2 separate regions of the Mus musculus genome follow, and region 1 is linked to region 2. A link is a contact called in public promoter capture Hi-C data. All regions are on one chromosome and are shown on one strand. The core of a region is the stretch at or near the end of the contact, and the rest is flanking DNA. Distances in the headings are between cores, read along the strand shown.

What was found. Promoter capture Hi-C pulls out the DNA fragments that hold promoters and counts their contacts.
Region 1: a contact with region 2 is called in a promoter capture Hi-C map of liver, with 2.2 times the contacts expected there. The contact joins the promoter of Troap here to the promoter of Asic1 in region 2. A contact is called at or near these places in 3 of 39 promoter capture datasets (the C10 cell line and liver), 2 of 115 datasets of contacts at active chromatin or transcription factors (embryonic stem cells and stem cell-derived neural progenitor cells) and 1 of 9 other capture datasets (pancreatic islet).

What each region holds. Positions count from the first base shown.
Region 1 is chr15:99,072,963-99,077,050 of GRCm38.p6, reverse strand. Troap (trophinin associated protein) reads right to left here and starts at 2,078. Exons shown (of 14, transcript NM_030159.1): 1 at 1,959-2,078; 2 at 1,553-1,701; 3 at 1,254-1,443. The coding sequence starts at 1,696. Gm34284 (predicted gene, 34284) reads left to right here and starts at 2,382. Exons shown (of 3, transcript NR_155351.1): 1 at 2,382-2,495.
Region 2 is chr15:99,667,854-99,672,070 of GRCm38.p6, reverse strand. It overlaps Asic1 (acid-sensing (proton-gated) ion channel 1), which reads right to left and starts at 1,694. Exons shown (of 12, transcript NM_009597.2): 1 at 1,177-1,694; 2 at 1-287. The coding sequence starts at 271. It overlaps Gm34880 (a long non-coding RNA gene), which reads left to right and starts at 2,215. Exons shown (of 4, transcript XR_875662.3): 1 at 2,215-2,663; 2 at 3,322-3,660.

The DNA.
Region 1 (4,088 bases), core at 829-3,328, 600 kb after region 2:
CCTAAGCTCACCAAAGTTTGAAGAATTTCATGTAAGCTATTGCTCTAAACAGTGGGGTATAACATAAAACAACGGTTTTGCCATACAGGACCCATCACCGGGGGCTGGAGAGATGCCATGGGGATTAAGAGCAGTCACACGGTTACTGTTCTTGCACAGGACTGACTGGTGTTCAGTTCTTAGCATCTACGTCAGGTGGCCGGCCTGGAACTCCAGCTCTAAGACAATCCAGTGCCTCCGGCCCCCACAGGCACCTGCTCACACATACACATCATTAAAACCAATCTCTTTTTAGAGGCTAGAGAGATGGCTCAGTTGCTAAGAGCCACTGGCTGTTCTTCTGGGAGACCTGGGTTCTACTTCCAGCACCCACATGGCAGCTCACGGCCAGCTATAACTTTAGCTCTAGGGATTCCAATGTCCTCTTCTGAACTCCATGGGTACTGCACTCACATGGACTCACATAAAATAAAAAATAGATCTTTAAGCCGGGCGTGGTGGCGCATGCCTTTAATCCCAGAACTTGGGAGGCAGAGGCAGGCGGATTTCTGAGTTCGAGGCCAGCCTGGTCTACAAAGTGAGTTCCAGGACAGCAAGGGCTACACAGAGAAACCCTGTCTCAAAAAAAAAAAAATAGATCTTTAAAATATATATTTATGGGCTGGTGAGATGGCTCAGTGGTTAAGAGCACCCGACTGCTCTTCCGAAGGTCCGGAGTTCAAATCCCAGCAACCACATGGTAGCTCACAACCATCTGGAACAAGATCTGACTCCCTCTTCTGGAGTGTCTGAAGACAGCTACAGTGTACTTACATATAATAAATAAATAAATCTTTAATATATATATATATTTATTGTTGAAAAGGAAGAATTAAAGCTGAAGTATGGACAGATTATAAAGACTCAGCATAACAATGAGCAAATGACTGTGACTGTCTTGCCCAGGGTTGCTAAAAAGGCCCAGAAGATGTCTTTTTTTTTTTAGATACAATATAATTGTTTAGGCCTGGAGTTCAATAGGTAAAAGGTGTCCAATTCACAGAGACCACTTGCCTCTGCCTCCTAAAGTGCTGGGATTAGAGGCATGAACCACCATGCCAGGCAAAAGATGGCATTTTGCTGAAAGTGATGGTTTCTCAGAGCAAAGAGGTTTCTGGACAAAACCCAGGTCTCTTGCAGTATGCAAGACCTCCACTTTGGGTCTCCCATTCTCACTCAGCCAAGTAGGCTGCCCCCAGGTCTGGAACAGGTACCTGTCTGGGGATGGGTCACAAGCCCCACATTTGATCCCCCAGAGCTAGGCTTGAGTTCCTCCAGAGGGTTCCGCAGGGTCTTCAAGCTTGGTGATTTTTCAGTCTGGTGCAAGGTTTTCGATCTGAGGCCTGCCGTGTCAGTGAGTGGACGTTGACGTTGAGTACTGCGCGGTGGTTTCTGTGCTGGTGTCTAGGGGGAAGGGGGAAAAAGCTGGGATTCAGTGCGGGGGTGGGGTGGGGATGGGGGGTGGGGGTGCATTGCTGACTCGAGGTGCCTCCTTGTGTCCAGCCCCTCCTACCCTCGGATCTTGGTTCTCCTGGTCCAGAGAGCGCGACTTGACTGAGGAAAAATCTTGGCATCTTTGGGAGAGTACTGGAATCTTGCTAGGGTTGGGAGATACACCTCGGAGATGGGGATCCTTATTGGTTTGGAGGGTAGTCATGGCGGCTATAATGGAGATGAGAGAAGAAGGTAGACAGGACTGAGGACCAAAGCAAATCACTTCTCAAAGCATGGGTGCTGATATCCCTGATTCTTTCCCCTTGGTCCCAATCCATGTGCCTAGAAGCCCGCACCGGCAGCAAGGCCGCTCTCCTGGCAACTCTTCCAGAAACCCTAAGTCTGCTATCTCGCCCCGGAGCTCCAAACTGCTCTCCTCCCTAGGAACCTCGGCAGGACTCCCCTCTAAGATCCTCGTGCCGCACCATTCCAGGAGGCCCTCCGGGTCACCTCTACTTCCTCGGGTTTTTCGCCGATTTCTTGGGTTTCTGCTTCTGCTTCTGCTTGCGGCTGCTGCTGCTTCCCCGGTTTGTAAAATACGCCAAGCTCCTGATTGGCTGGTACCCGGTGACTCGGAGGGTCGTGACGTCACACGGAGCCACCCAATCCGCAGGCTCCGAAGGCGGGGCCAGAGAAGGACTAGTCGCCGAAACGTTTTCTTGATGGGAGAACAACTGACCAGCTCTCTCGGCCAATCCGAGGACGGAGCGCGAGTGGCAGGATGGGGGCGGAAAGCCAGGGAGGATGCTGTTCTGAAGCCCGGGAAGGCCAGTCTGGACTGCAACGGGCATTACCGTACTCTCGCGAGAGCTGGAGCCAACCGAGGGCTGGCCCCTCATGAAGACCGCGGAATTGTGGGAAAGATTGGCCATCGAGACCACTGTTGACCACACTCTGAACGTAGTGCACGGCCGGGTTTTGGGAACCATGGGCACTTCTTGCAGGAGATAGGAGCCTAATGGGTGAGAGGGCTGGAGGTACCTGAACTGTTGGAGCCCAACGAGAACGAGGAGCCAAGAAATCCTGTGTCCACTCGGACCTCACACCCTGGTGGGATGTGGTCAGGCCCAGGGTGGCTGGAGCTCTGTTAATCAGAATTGAAGGGCTCCTCCTGGGTGGGGAGATCTCTGCATCTTCAGGTTTCCTTCCACCGGTCTGGATGAGAGGGCTCACCTGCTCCTTACTGGCAGGCAACTGTGAGGCTGCCAGATGATGGAGATGGGGGTGGGCAATGTCTCACCCCACCCCACCTGAGAGTGGCCTCAAACTCGCAGCTTCCTGCTTCAGGAAGCTCGGATTGCACACTCCCTGCATAGTTTAAAGGGTGCTGACCAGCAAGCCAGGAACATAGGCGTGCTTCCGGATCTCCCCTTCCATATGCCACTTCTTTTCACACCTACGGATTTTATACCTTTGAGCATCTATTCAGCTGTTTAGCCAGATGAAACAGAGCACACAGAGACAGTCAGCTTGGTTTTATTTTATTTTTTTAAAAGATTTATTTATTATTATTCATTAGTACACTGTAGCTGTCTTCAGATGCACCAGAAGAGGGCGTCAGATCTCATTACGGATGGTTGTGAGCCACCATGTGGTTGCTGGGATTTGAACTCAGGACGTTTGGAAGAGCAGTCAGTGCTCTTAACCGCTGAGCCATCTCGCCAGCCCTCAGCTTGGTTTTAAAAGCGATTGTCTTCCAAATAATTTCCTTGCCCAACCCCTTGAGTCGTTTTATTTTAAATATATATGCTTTTAGTTAAACAATTTATTTTTATTATATGTAAGTACACTGTAGCTGTCTTCAGACACTCCAGAAGAGGGAGTCAGATCTCATTAAGGATGGTTGTGAGCCACCATGTGGTTGCTGGGATTTGAACTCAGGACCTTCGGAAGAGCAGTCGGTGCTCTTAACCTCTGAGCCATCTCTGCAGTCCCCCAACATTTTTTTTAAAAAGATTTATTTATTTTAAGTATGTGAGTACACTGTCACTGTCTTCAGGCACACCAGAAGACGACATTGTATCCTGTTACAGGTGGTCCTGAGCCACGATGTGGTTGCTGGGAATTGAACTCAGGACCTCTGGAAGAGCAGCCACCATTCTTTTTTTTTTTTTTTTTTTTTCCGAGCCAGGGTTTCTCTGTGTAGCCCTGGCTGTCCTGGAACTCACTTTGTAGACCAGGCTAGCCTTGAACTCAGAAATTCGCCTGCCTCTGCCTCCCGAGTGCTGGGATTAAAGGTGTGGACCACCGCGCCCCGCTAGCAGCCACCATTTTTAACCACCCTCTCCCCAGCCCTGAAACATAAACCAGAGCTCATAAAAGCACAAAGTTGGAAACCATAATATACAAGCAAAAGACCAGTAAGACAAACAATGCCCAAACAAAGCCGTATGAGACAAGAAGTCTACCAAACACACCACTGAGTTAGTCTGATGTTGGCTATCTACCACTGGGCATGGGGCCCACCCCTAAGTGTGGTTAGCACATCCAGTGAGATTCCACTGGGGAAGACTAACTTCCTTTGCAAGCAGTTGTCAATTGGAGGTAGCTTCTTG
Region 2 (4,217 bases), core at 445-2,944:
TGACGGCAGGGAAGGTGAGCTGGGAGGCAGCCACCTCGTCGAGCTTGGTGACGTGGTGGTAGCAGAAGTAGTACTGCACACGCTCAGTGCACACACACAGCAGGACGGCCAGCGAACCCAGGAAACACAGGGCCCACAGTGCCCGCTTCAGAGACAGCCGCTCATAGGAGAAGATGTGGGCAAGACCGTGCAGCGTGGAGCTGCTGGCAAAAGCCTGGATGCTCACCGGCTGGACACCACCCACCTCCTCCTCCTCGGTCTTCAGTTCCATGCTTGCCAAGGGGATCCTAGAGGGAGGAAAGAGGAGACAAGACTCTGTCATTGTCCTGAGATGAAGGCGCATATAGGGCCCCTCCAATTATGTCCATTCAAAATCCTTAACCGGAGGTCACTGCTTGTCCAAGGGAAGACTTCCCTGACATGCAGGCTCCAAAGGTGGCTTGAACGAGGGACCATCCAAGATGACAGTCATTAAAACATAGAGGCTTGGAGGGGGGGGTCAGCTCGGGTCGAGAGAATGGTCTGCAAGCTTCCCAGACTATGGGGGACCCCAGATACAGCCACTAGAGTGAAGGAGGGAAGTCCCTGATGCACCCACAGGCAGGCATGGGAGTTCCCTCCAGATGTGAGGTCACTCTGGGACAGGAATATCTACCCCAGCCAAGATCAAACTCCCCATAATGGGCTGAACCAGGGGTCAGGGGCTCTTCTCTTGATCAAGGGTATCCCCAGGAACAGGCTGTCACCTCAGGAGCTAAACCAGGGCCACCTCTCCGGAGGTGGGCACATCTGGGGAGGGGCCCTGCCTGTATCCTCACCTTCTGTGTCTCCAGTTCTCAAACAAGCACAGGCATAGGCGCAGGCTGTGTGTGTATGTGTGTGTGTGTGTGTGTGTGTGTGTGTGTGTGTGTGTTTGGGAGAGGATGGTAGGCTGCCTGAGGTGGATGTAGGAATGGGGGGGGGGGGCGCGGTTCCCTATGACAGCCAGTTATCCCCGCCCCGAACGCACCCCCTCCAGTCCAGCTTCTCGTCGCAGTCATATTCCCGGCTCGGCCCCCCGCCCCCTCCCCATCCGCCGAGCCTCCCCAGAAGCTGGAGAAAGCTACAGTGGAGGAGAGTCTCGGCTTTGGGGCACCAGGAAGCCCGGGGCCCAAGGCAGCGGGGTCGGAAACCCACCTGAGGGGGCTGGGGAAAGCCGGCCGCCGCTGCAGGTCCTGGGGCGCGAGGCGGTCCGTGGGCTCAGCGCCGCGCGGCGGAGGGGCTCATGGCCCGGAGCCCGAGCCGCCGGCTGCCGCGGCACCCGCGTAGAGCCCTGCAGGGAGCGGCCCGCTCGGCCAGCTCGGCTCAGCTCGGTCCGCCGCCCGCGCGCGCTTGCTCGCTCGGCTTGGTCCGCCCGGGGCTCGGCGCGCTGGCGCTGCGCGGTGCTCTCAGCCCCGGGATCTGCAGGGATCCATCGTCCGGCCGGGAGGCGGCGGGAGGGGAGGAGGAGGGGAAAGGGTGCGCGTGCGCGCCTACGAGTGTCTGCGAGGGTGTCTCTGGGCCGGTGTGCGCGGGGGGCCCCCGGCCCGGGAGCGGAACCGAGGGCTCCCCCCGCTGGCTCGCCTCCTCCCGCCGCTCTCAGCAGAGCTGCCTCGTTCGGATCCCGGAGCCGGCTCCGCTCTCTGCTTGCGAGGCCCTGTGGCTTGTGTGTGTGTGCGCGTGTGTGTGCGTGTGTGACTATGGGGTGTGTGTGTGTGCACGCGCACGTGTGCGCGCAGGAAGGAGGGTGTCTGCCCCCAGCGTCCCCCTCCCCACGTTGTCTCCTTCGGATCGAAGCTCCTGCTTCTTGCTGCTGCTGCTTCCTCTGATGGCACATGCACACGTGTACACACACACACACACACACACACACACACTCCGAGTCACAGTCACACTTGACTGATTCAAGCATTTGCCTGTGTGGAGATACAGGCACATTCAGACCGGAGTCTTACCTTGCCACTCAGCCATCCACACATCACATACACCTACACATCCCTGAAGCCTGACCCTCACACGAGCACTTACCTGTTTGTACACATTCACTCACCTGCTCTTATTCCTGCTTCCCACCTTCATGTGACCCACACACATGCACATATATAAATACCCTTGGCCACCCAGACCCCATTTGTATATCAGTGGATTTCTTAAGCAGCCCGTGTGCAAGTGCCTCATTGGCAGATCTATAAAGCAGAGAGGAACAGAGAGAAGAAAAGAGACATGGCCAGAAGTGAGGGCAGATGGGGCAGAAGTAGGGAAAAAGAAAAAGATACAAAATGAAGGCTGCAAGGAGGAGTGTGTTCTGGGATGGACCAGAAATCTGAGTCCTGAAACCTGGAGGCTGCTCCTGTAGCTGTCACCTCTCTCCTTCCCTCCCTCTTTCTTTCTCCGAGGCCTTGGGGGGGGGGCCCTCCCTATCCAATTAGCAGAGAAGGAGCAATCAAGGGGAAGTTGTTAATTTGCTGATGCTCATTAGGAGCTCTTAACACAGAGGCTGTTGAGGTCTGATGGTGTCAGATGATGGTGTGGTGTGTGTGTGTGTGTGTGTGTGTGTGTGTGTGTGTGTGATGCAAGATCAGAATTATATCCATTGCAGCTCCTTTGCTCCACTTACAGGCTGGTGAAGCTCTGAGAGAAGGAAGGTGAGAAGCAGGTCTCAGGGACATGGTTCTGGGTTTGAGTTTGAGGAATGAACCTGACATAGAGGGAAGAAGCTGATGAGAATTTGTGAGGGGTTGGGAGTAAGAGGTACCCTAGAAACCAGTGAAGATGTCTCTCCAGGGATAGGGGTTTAGGTCTGGTGAGAGATTGAGGTCCATTCAGCAGGACCCAGAGCGCCAAGCTGCCAAAATAAAGATAGTATCTCGCCTTCCGGCTGGGGAGCTGTCCAACGGCACAAGCGCTGCTGGTGGGCTGCCATGCCCCTGGGCAGCCACCAGGTGACAGCACTCTCTCGGATACTTAAACTCCACTTAAAGGGCAATGGGGGAGGCGGCCTGTGAAACTAGGAATTACTCTAGGAGGGTCGCAAACGGGGTTTAAGTGATGATTCTAGCCCTGGGTCTAGTCTGGTTCCAGGCTCTCCAATGTCCTCGGGGGAGGGGAGGACCATCTTGGAACATCTGTAACATCTTTGCAAACCCCACAAGCTGAGCGACACGTGGAGCCTCTTCTAATGGCTGCAAATTGCTTCAATCACCTGGGATGTTACCGAGGGAGCAGGGAGCAGCGTGGGTGGAGGGAAGGAAGGTGATGAGGTGAGGTGGCGGCAGGCGAGGACTGATTGAGGCCAATGAACAGCCGCAGGAGTAGTCCGGGGAAAGATAAAAGGCATGAATCAGGTATCCAGGCTCCAAGAACAGGACCTGACCCCACCACGCAATACCACCGGCAGGACCCTTGGCCAGTCCAAGCTTCAGTTTCTTCATCCTTATGATGAAGGTTGTATTTATTTCACCTTGTTTTTCAATGATTATGTGAATCACTGATGGAAAATGCATAGTTCATTGATCTGTGTTTGTAAATCCCCAGTAACAAATGTTACTGGCACTCTGATTTAGATCTGGAAGAAAAAAAAATAGCCATATCAGCCATATCAGGACAGACTTCGAGATGGTAGCTCCTAATTCGGGGAGTTGGGTAAGTTTTTCTTTTTCTTTTTTTGTTTTGTTTTGGTTTTTCTTTCTTTTTTTTTTAAGATTTATTTATTTATTACATGTAAGTACACTGTAGCTGTCTTCAGACACTCCAGAAGAGGGAGTCAGATCTCCTTACAGATGGTTGTGAGCCACCATGTGGTTGCTGGGATTTGAACTCCGGACCTCTGGAAGAGCAGTCGGGTGCTCTTACCCACTGAGCCATCTCACCAGCCCCTGTTTTGGTTTTTCGAGACAGGGTTTCTTTGTATAGCCCTGGCTGTCCTGGAACTCACTTTGTAGACCAGGCTGGCCTCGAACTCAGAAATCCGCCTGTCTCTGCCTCCCAATGGAGTTTAATTTAGATCAAGTAAACCTCAAACTCAGTGGGTGGAGCTCAGATCTCCAAACTTTTTGTTTTGTTTTGAGACAGTCTTACTGTGGCACCCTGGCTGGTCTAGAACTTACTGGGTAGACTACGCAGGCCTCAAACTCAAAGAGATCTGCTTGCCTCTGTCTCCTGAGTGCTGGGTAAAAGGTATAAGCCACCATGCCTGCCTG